Regions from separate parts of the Mus musculus genome. Here region 2 is linked to region 1. Evidence: chromatin contacts called from public Hi-C data. All regions are on one chromosome and are shown on one strand. The core of a region is the stretch at or near the end of the contact, and the rest is flanking DNA. Distances in the headings are between cores, read along the strand shown. Region 1 holds the start of Ism1 (isthmin 1, angiogenesis inhibitor). Region 2 overlaps Ism1 (isthmin 1, angiogenesis inhibitor).

Evidence for each region. A called contact is a pair of places that touch in the nucleus more often than the background predicts.
Region 2: a Hi-C map of beige adipocytes shows a contact between it and region 1, with 2.6 times the contacts expected there. The contact joins the enhancer-like site here to the promoter of Ism1 in region 1. A contact is called at or near these places in 3 of 39 promoter capture datasets (cranial neural crest, embryonic stem cells and stem cell-derived epiblast-like cells), 8 of 484 Hi-C or Micro-C datasets (8-cell embryo, the HL-1 cell line, beige adipocytes and 4 more), 4 of 115 datasets of contacts at active chromatin or transcription factors (CD8 T cells, embryonic stem cells and neural progenitor cells) and 3 of 9 other capture datasets (adipose tissue, liver and pancreatic islet).

The regions. Positions count from the first base shown.
Region 1 is chr2:139,676,485-139,681,540 of GRCm38.p6, reverse strand. Ism1 (isthmin 1, angiogenesis inhibitor) reads right to left here and starts at 3,363. Exons shown (of 6, transcript NM_001276489.1): 1 at 2,734-3,363. The coding sequence starts at 2,871.
Region 2 is chr2:139,722,073-139,726,946 of GRCm38.p6, reverse strand. The region is part of intron 1 of Ism1 (isthmin 1, angiogenesis inhibitor); the gene reads right to left. Among named protein-coding and RNA genes, the nearest start is that of Ism1, 46 kb to the right of the region's middle. Within about 2 kb of position 3,411, at least 35 of the 459 cell types and tissues checked have an H3K27ac peak or open chromatin away from gene starts, as enhancers often do. A contact at or near this core is called in the HL-1 cell line and beige adipocytes, where this site is marked.

The sequences.
Region 1 (5,056 bases), core at 2,114-4,613:
TGTATAGATATAAGCACAGATGCTATATAAACATGTATGCATTGGTAGCCGGTACAGTAAAACTATACATGTGTGTCAGAAAATGCAACATTTAAAAGTTGCCCCTCTTTTGTAGCCAGTATTATGGAGTTTACCAAGAACTTGGAATATGGATATATCATTTGATATACAATACACAAAATATAAGGCATACATTTTTATACTATAAAATAAGAAATACAAATTAAGGAGCTTCTAGCTCTTCAGTTATAGAGTGAGCTACCTAACTCAGTTTCCCCACTTAAAAGTGGGATGATAACAGTACCTAATTCGTGGGGTTCTTTATTGGGGTTCTTCTTCTTATTCTTTTTTTTTTTAGCTTAGAGAAATTAGTATGTGTACAGTGGTAGGGCATTGCTTGTCATTCAAAAGGCACTCAAATCTTTAGCTCTTGTTGTTGCTATTTTGAGTACTTTTGTTGGATGTCCAATCTTAAATAAAGGTGTATCTCTTTTTAAATAATTCTAAATACAGTGTAGCTGAGCCAAACTCACCAGTGCCTGCTTTATAATGGAAGGGATGCTCTGAATTTCTGACATCTAAGAAGGATTTTGGTAGTATAGACATTACAGAATCAAACAATTTAGATGGGAATTTAAGCTTGAGCTCAAAGTGTCCAGAAAACAGAAAGAATTTTGACATCACAGTTTTGTCTTCAAGTACACCTGCTGCTAGCAAATGCATTCTTTCCTATCCGGTAGACAGCAGATAAATGTCTTTTGCAGGTTTAACTGGCTATGTCCATTTGAATTATACTGCCTTGAGCCCAAGAAATAACTTTGGTCAGGAAGAATATAAAACTTTTATAAGAAGAAATTACAAAAAAAAAAAAGAATAAAATTACAAGCTAAACTGTTAAAGTCATCAGTAGGCTTAGTTAAGTGAAGGCTTTGGATGCTCACCATAATTGAACACTGTAACAAGATAAACTGAAGCTACTGGATTAGCAGCTACTTAGGGCTCCAGATATTCCTGGGAGCAGAACTGTTTCCAAATCCCCCATTTCTTCTGTTTTTCTTTCTTTCTTTCTTTTTTTTTTTTTTTGATCGGGGGTGGAGGTGGGGGGGGGGGCTGTTCTTCAGCAAAAGCCCTCTGAGAATCCCATCCAGTTCTACCAGCTGCTTCTCTCATTAAAGTACTGTTGGGGTGGAAAAGGCCAACCGGAGATTATTCTAATGATAGCAAGCACCTCATAAAGAAATCTGCCAAATTTACTTTTCCATAGAACATCATTTTTTTTTACAGGTTTTCATGAGTCCACGAGGAAAGAAAGCATCACATATAAAATACAATTTCCAGAAGCCTTCATGATAGTGAGGATTATTTCTTCAGTGTTTGGCATGGGGGAAATATCTGTTGCTGTTCAGGGTTACCCGAAGGGTAATGTGAGAGGCTCCTCCAAACCCAGATTGTTTTTAGAAGGGTTTGAGAACTTTTAAGCTTAAGGTTTGCATTTTTGCAGGCCTGGTTTGCATTTGTAAGGGTCACCTTGCTTTAGTCTGGCAGACAGCAAGCTTGATATAATTAACCAACAGGTGGGAATGTGTGAATTCTAACAAGTTTCTTAATCACTCGGTGCCTCAGTTTCGCAATCTGTAAGGCAGAGAGATTAACAATCTTGTAATGAGGGTTAGGATGAGATTAAATGAGTTAGCCCCTGCAACACTCTTAAAACAGTATCGTGGTAAACACCTGATGTAGACGTGTTTAAATAAACGCTCTTTTCAGCAACAGGTTATTAGTCTTTTAATGGCACAAAGATGTAAAAATCTCAACATTGCACAGTGACTAGTTTTAGTAGGGCCTGGCTTGGTTTCTTTAGAGAGTGTAGAATCCTGGCTGTTCCCTGAAGAAAATCCCAGCTCACTTCTACTAGTTCTGGTTTAATGCATGCTCTACCTCTAAAACCATGAGGCAGGCTTTCCAAAGTCATAATAGAAAAGCCCATGTGGGCAACCTTTACTCAGCAATATTCATTTGGCATCTCAAGACCTAATATATGCCCCCTGGCCTCATCTCTCCCCCTGGAGCCGAAACAGAATCCTGTTACTAAAAGAACCTTCAAAGCAGATGTTCACCGGGAAGAAGTTTAAAAGTCCCAAGTAACTCCAGACCAAATTCCTACAGGTGCCTTGACTATGGCCCTTTGCCTGGTACATAGGGGCATAAGAGGTGAAGGAATCACTCAGGCAAAGGTGGGGTGTCTGGCTAGTCTCCAGAAATAATGTCTTGACCTCTGACACTGCTTGCACACCCAACAGAATACTTTCTCCTAAATATAGCTTGGAGATTTATCTTATAAGGCCTCTTTATGTCGCCTCACCTCAGTCTCTCTTGCCTCAAGACAAACTTCTAAGTCTCTGGCAGTACTCAGCATCAAAAGCATCCTCCAGCCAGCTTATGCCTCCCAAGCCTAAGACTTCTTCCTGGTGCCAAACCTGTGACAGATCTGAGGCTTTCTCTAGGTAAACTTTGAAGCAGGCCTGGCCTCTACACATAACCCTTCCACCCACCCACCTTCCGCCCGATCCCCTAGTCCAAACTTTTCTGCTTAAACCCGGTTGCCTAGGCAAAAGTGCTCCTTGGTGGAACGGAGGACCCGCCTTCTGCAATGTACCAAGCTCTCTTGCTTAGTACCTTGCGGGCCACCCAGCTTCGTTCAACCACGCACGCCCCCTCCGGCGGCGCACTCACCTGCAACTGGGACCCGCTGACGTTGCCGGCGGCCGCGTCCTGCCGGTCGGAGGCTCCGGATCCGCGCAGAACCGTGATGTGCAGCGTGAGCAGCAGTAGCCCCAGCAGCAGGAGCAGTTCCGCAGCCAGGCGCACCATCCTCTTGAGTCGCGCGGCTTTAGGACCCCGCGCGACTGGCGGCGGCGGCGGCGGCGCCGCCGCCGGGGGAGGAGGAGTCGGAGCCCCCGAGCTCGACTGAGCGGCTCCCGCCTCGGCCCCCACCGGGGCCCCGCTCCCCGGGCCGGCAGGGCTGGCTCTGGGCTCGGCCGAGCGCACGGGGCCCGGGGAACAGGAGCAGCCGCCAACGCCGCCGCCACACCACAGCGGAGCCACCGCGGGGCCGGGGACGTCCAAGCCGGTGGCGGAGCAATCCCAGGAGCTGTCCGGCGGCGGCGATGGGGACCCGGGGCTGTCCGCGACCCAGGCCCGGCCAGGGTCCACCCTTCGGGCAGGGAACTGCGGGGGCGGCGGCGGGGCGGGCGCAGCCGAGCCCCCGAGCGCACATGGGCTCCCCAGATGTGGCCGCGGTGCCGCAGCTGGAGCGGGAGCGGCCGCCAGAGGAGCGCGGGGTTAGAGGCGGAGGAGGAGAAGGAGGAGGAGGGCTTCAGAGGCCGCCCGGAGTTACCTCCACTCTCGGCTCCCCCGCCCCCGCTGCCGGGAGCCACTCACCCTCGGGGCCACCACCTTCCTCACTCCAAGTTCCTTGGGACCTCTAGCTTCGTCGCCCCGCTCGCTCAGTCCCCGGATGGGCTGGCTCCGGGTCACCGAGGTTGTCACCGTTTGAGGATAACTGGGGGCGCCCCGCCGGCGCCTGCGTCCGCCTTCTCGGCTGTGCTAAGTGCTTGCTGCCGAGGTCGCTGTGGCAAAGGAACTAGCCCTCTGCTCGCTCTAGTGCTTGGGGCTGCGGGCGAGTGGGGGTCGCCCAGGCCACCTGAGAAAAGTTTATGGGCAAAGTAGAGCTGGAGTTATAGGAGTGGAGAACGGAGGGGCCAGACAAACCAGGTGTCTGCGACCCCACCACGCACCCTGACCTTGAGCAGCGAGTTTGGGGGGTAGGGGGTGGGGTGACACGGTGTCTGTCGGTCCGGAAGGGTCTTGACACTAGCTGCGGGGCTCTGGGCTGGCTGATCACTGGGTGCAGCAGACCGTGCGCCTACAGCGCCCTGGAGCGTCGGAAAGGCGGGTGAGTTGGATTCAATCCGCGCGCGTCTACTTAAGTGCGCAGGTGTCGCGTGGGAGGCTGCGAAGAACACGGTGTGCGCTGCGAAGGCGCTCGGACGTCAGTGGGATGCTGGGTGACTCTCAGCTTGGTAGACTCGAGTCTGGGGGCTCATCCTGGGGGTGCTGCGCCTGGAGGGGACTTGGGGGCTGCCGAAACGCAGCCGCTGCAACAGCGCCACCGCCTCATGACCGCGCTCCAGCCTCGGGCTCCCGGGAGCGACTCATGCCTTGCAAGTGGTGCGGCTGGCGAGCAGAACGGCTGGGTGATATATCTGGAGAGCGCGGGATCCTTGCCAACGAGGCTAGAGAGAACTGGGTCCAGCGTGGCTCTGGCTCCTGCCTTCCCCAAGTGGCTCGAGTGACGGGCACTCTGTTAGGCTGGAGACTTTTATACTGTGTTCCCTCCGCCTCCTTCCTCCCCTGAGCCAGCTCAGCCCTTCCCTCTCGGTGAGCCCAGCCCTAGTCAAGCGTGAGCACACGTTCCCACAACCCTTGTCACACATTGCCATTTCTCATCCGCAACCCAGGACCGTTGCACAAATCTCCTTAGGTGAATGAAATCAAACAAACAAATAAAACTTTCTTACCGGCACGCCACTTTTCTCTCTTTTCCTACCTCTTTCTACAATCACTAGAAACGGACAGAAGATTCCTAATTAAACTGTCTTTAGAGTTAAAATCTTTCTTTGGAAACTCTAAGATGAATTTCTTCGCCACTCCAAACGTTCCTCAGGTCGTCTTAGCATTTTCCAGAATTTAACTAGTTGTGGTTCAGCATGCTGTTTGCATCTGTTTGTATCCAGTTAACTTATTGCCTCTTTGAAAATGCTGGAAAACATCTTTAAAATTCTAGCCAAACCCAGCAGCTCATTAATAAATTGGCAGCTATTTATAAAGTGCGGGATGGGCATCTTTTCCTTTTCACTAAGGGTGGGTTTCCCCTCTCTGGCAGAGAGCTCTCTTTCAACTGTTAGGCTGCCTGGCTTCCCATTGCTATCTCTAGGCTCTAAAATACCAATAATTGTCAACTGGAGCGCTGAGGGGAGAAATTGAAACAATAAAC
Region 2 (4,874 bases), core at 2,162-4,661, 45 kb before region 1:
TTTCTCAGTCGAGGCTCTCTTCTCTTTGGTGGTGCTAGCATGTGTCAGGTTCACATAGGAACAATGCTACAAGAGCAGTGTTCCCTTCTGTAAATTCAATTGTAGTTTTTAGAGCTGTGACTATTATTTAAAAGTTAAATGCTCTGCTTTTATGGTTTATGTGTCAGCTTTATGCCAGGACCTGCCATTTATAGAAATGTTGATGGAATGTGGAACTGTGTTAACTGAACTGAGCTAAGTAAAGAAAGACAAATACTGCCTGTTGTTGCTCATTGGTGGAAGTTAAAACTCTTAATTTCGATGGAGTAGTGAATATACTGGTTGCCAGGGACTGGGAAAGCTAGGGAGTGAGTACAGGAGACGTTAGATAATGGGTACATAAGTACAGTTGACAGGGCCAACTAGGTCTGTTGTTTTATAGCACAGGAGGGGAACAACAATTTATCATATGTTTCAAAATAACCAGAGAAGCCCAAACAGTCCTAAAACATAGATATGATATATAAGTAATAGGTATTTGAGGCTAATTATCATCACACACTGCATATTTATTTTGAATCATCATACTACACTCTAAGTATACACAAATGCTCTATATTAATAAAATAAGATGCTCAAATGGAGGAAGAAAAACCATGATCAGAATATGTTATTTGAAAAAATTATTTTCAATAAAAAAGTGAACACCTATTTTAGTTAATTAACTGTGTCCAGTTTCTGATCTTTGTGACTGAACTCAATCCTTAAATGACAGAATAATTGGCAGAGCATAAGATGACAGTGACCTCCATGCCAGCCAGTAAGATACTCTGCAACCTCTCACAGCATCCCATTCTAAACTTGCACTCCTCTATACATCTTTACTGAATCTTCATTGCTTCTGCATTTATGTGTTGCATTCCTCAAATCTTGCTGACTGCACTATGCAGTATTTCCTTTACATTGTACTGGAGTGCTTTCAATAACATCTAGGGCTTTTCCTCTCTCATTCAAATGAACTGCTCCTTGGACAAATGGCTGAGCTGAGAGCTTGGGCATATATAAGAGTTCAGAATACTTTGCTGTGACAGAAGGCAAGGACATTTTCAGTGCCTAATGGAGTTATCTTGAAAAAAAAAGGAACTGACTTGAGGGGCTGTAAGATTATACAATTTGGACATAAAAAAGCAAAATTACACAACAGACACGCTGGATCTGAAAGAGTATGGGCATATAATGGTACATATAAGAAAAAAAAATCCCAGAAAATGACCTCAGGGTCCCAGCTGGTCATTTGGTACAGACAATGACTACAAGGGAGAAAGAATAAGGTTCTTTGAAGTAGTTGTAACCCAATTCTGAGGGGGTAACTTATGAGCTGAGATCCAAAGGAAGTACAAGTCCAACAGGTGAAAGGAACAGGAAGTGGGAAGGTGAACGAGGAAGACTCGAGCCTGCCCCCTGCAGCCCTACTGTAGCACAGCTGACAGATGTAAATACCAGCTTGTCCTGTGATTTTCTACTAGGTACTGCTTCTCTGGTGGCATTCTGCAGGTCAGTTGGAGGCTTGTTGGATCACCTCAGCACTCCGATCTCTTCTATCTCCCTTCACTCTCAGAACCTGGTCCTGCATACCCCTGGGAGATCTATATGGGGATGAATGAGACTGTTTTCTGAGGTAGTTTTTATTGTGTCCCTTATGCTGGGTATATCTCTGGTTCCAGACCAAGGATGTTCAGTCATGACATTTTACCACTATGTGGCTCAAGCTGCTCACTGTGGGTCCCTTGTGGTCAAGGTGGATTTCCACAGCCACATCAATGGCAATAAATACAAGGGATTAAAAATAAGGTTCTTTGGTCGGCTAAACCTCAGGACAAATTGAGATGGTGATCATCCAGTAGGGAAGATGATCAGAATAGGGAGGATGAGGGTGAGGAAATGGGCTGTAGATCCAATTCTAGGAAAAATGACCTAAGCGCTGTTGTCCCTGTCTGTAAATAGCACCCTCTCTATTCTGCAAATATCAGCCAATGGCTGTTGTGTGAAAACCACGGCTGCTCTGGCCCCTTCCCAAGCCTCCAGGAGAGGATCACACTAGTAACAAACCGGTCAGCTAGAAAGGTTTAGTGCTTTATTTTATTTTATTTTTAAGGCTGTGAATACTATTCCCAGATTAATACTTCTCAGGAGTCAGACTACATGGTAAATTTCTGGGGGCAAAAAAAGGCTGTATTGACAATGTCTGAGTCCCAACCCCCAATTCCAACTGCTAAGGGGGCACAAGTAAGTACTAGCTAATGATAATGATTGCTATGTCTTGTTAGATTTTGTTTTAATTAGGCTCAGGCTCTAGGCCTCATTACTCCTAATGTGGCTTTAATGTGGGATCCTAAAGAAAGAATCTGAGCATCTTCTATTGAAGATATTAAAGAAGATATTATTAGCAACGCATTTGGTCTCACAGGCTTTGAACAACAAACAACAGAGATTGTAATTAACGTCACTGTAGTCTCTCTCCTGAAAACACACTAACAATATAGCTAATTAGCAATATGTCCTCATTTGCAGCTGGACATCTGCATATTATTATCAACAATGCTTGTTTCCCTTTTCCAGATTAAAGGAAGCCATACTGCACCCAGACATATGGCTACACTTCTTCCATATTAAAACACTCTGTTCCTTGTACCCGGAATAATCATACTTTTTTTTTTTTTTTTTTTTTTTTTTTTTTTTTTATCTGTGCTGGGCATCGATTTTGTCTGGAAAACTTCTACAGATCTAAAAATAAATTCGAGAATGCCACTGGTGGGGTTTCAAAGGGAAGAGCCAAAGTTCTCCATTTGGGGAGAGATAAAAGGATAAAGGACACATTGATTATTTTCACACATGATTGAAGACCAAATACTCCTGGGGAGAGAAAAGCTAGAGAATAAATAAAATAAGCTGCAAATCTCAGCATCTCTTACTCCAGGGGCACACTTGTTCTTGATGCTCAGGAAGACAGAATGGAGAGGGGTACCCTAGGAGTGGTAGCAGTGGGTACTGAGAAGAGGCAATTAAGACCCACTGGGGAGACACCATCCAATGTGGATGCTTGGGTCCTAAGGTTTACTTAGAACCTGTTCTTGTACCTGCATGCGATGCAAACAGCAGGAACAAAGTGAATAATTATTTTATAGATGCCCCTATTTTAAACCAAGTGGGAAAAAAGCAACTACTCTTTAGGGACTGTCCTGGCAGAGAAGAGATGGCCAGACACATGCTTCAGTCTTTGTTAGGGGCTCCAGAAGACAACCCTGGGAGTTGGTGACACAGTCACATCATGTTTCAAGAAGGCAGGAGTGTCACGGTCCTGGCTGGGAACCAGCAGAACTCTCTGTTCAAAGTCTGACTAATAGCTGGGGAATCTCTGGTTGTGGTGGCAGAAATGTATCAGGAGGATGTTTACTTTAGGGCATGGGAGTGACCTCACTTATGATCTCAGGCGATGCTTTAGAAGAGAGGAAGGATAGTCAATTTTCTGCAACAGGGCAGGAGCTGGCTCCTGGGGGAGGGGCTGTCCATCTCTGTGCATCTTTCCTAATGCTTCGGGGCCAGCTGGTAGTCAGCATGTTGCTGACTTATCTCTAATACTTCTGTGTTGCTTTGATCTTAAAACTGTGTAGATTATTAGTGGCATTTCAAGTTGTGTTTTCCCCACTGCTGGCACCGAAAACAGAGGGGTAATTTTTCCAGGACCCACTTCTTTTATGTTCTGTTAGTTAAAAAATGAACTGAAATCACCCTTTCAACTCTAAGATAACATATAGGACATAATGACAAGGCTGGAAAGCCAGTTTTTAACATAAAGAATCTTTACTCATGATATAAAACATCAATGAAAATATAAGGTAAAACATTTTGTATTTTCTAGAGTTCTCCTTAGGCTTATGTAGACAAACATAGAAAGGACAGATAATAAAGCTAGCTCTCATGAGGCTGAGTCCTTGGTTACTCAAATTTGAGGCCAGATCTCATTTGCCAAGGTGTATAATGGATAGGCCTGGGCTGGCCACCAGGGGGCGTCAGTCACTGTCCTTTGGTCACTCTGGAGCTGGGCATCTCCTGAAAGTTGCAATCTGAGTAAATGTTACAGAGTATGGATGATTGATGTTTCAAATGGTGCTTTCTCTATTGCTAGGGAAGAAGACAGAGTGACTTTGTGCATTTTGGCCATAACCACTTAAGGGGTGGAAAGATTGTAAGAGCCAGAGGACCAGAATGCTTGCTGCTAGATCGTGTCTGGATGTGACGGGGAATCTGCACTCATAACCTCTCAACAATATGGTTGCCCAAACAAGACATGCATCACGACACCACCACTTGGCATGCCCACACAGAGAGGAGAAATCCCACAAGCTGCACCCCTAGGCAAGGAGCTATAGGCAATCAATGGCTGCTGACAGAAGGAGAATCAGTCTTCTTTAGGGATGGGCTTGCTGACCGGTTATCCAGCTGTCAATCTCAAACACATACGCACATGAATAGCATTAAATGGACTCAATAGGTTCTCTATCTCTCTCCCTCCCTCCCTCCTTTCTTCCCTCTCTTCCCCTCTCCCTTTTTTCTCTCTCCCTCCTCCCTCTCTCTCTGCATGCCAACAATGACAAAGAAGAAGAGATCATGAAATTGAGAGGACACTGTAGGAGTTTGGAGAGGAGAGGGACACATGGGAATACAGTATTTATATATGAAATTCTCAACAAATATTTAAAAAGGAAGAACGAAAACAGTGATAATCTATCTAGACCAGTGGTTCTCAAGCTTCCTAATGCTGTGGTCATTTAATACAGTGTCTCCTGTTGTAGTGACCCCCAACCATAAAATATTTGTATTGCTACTTCATAACT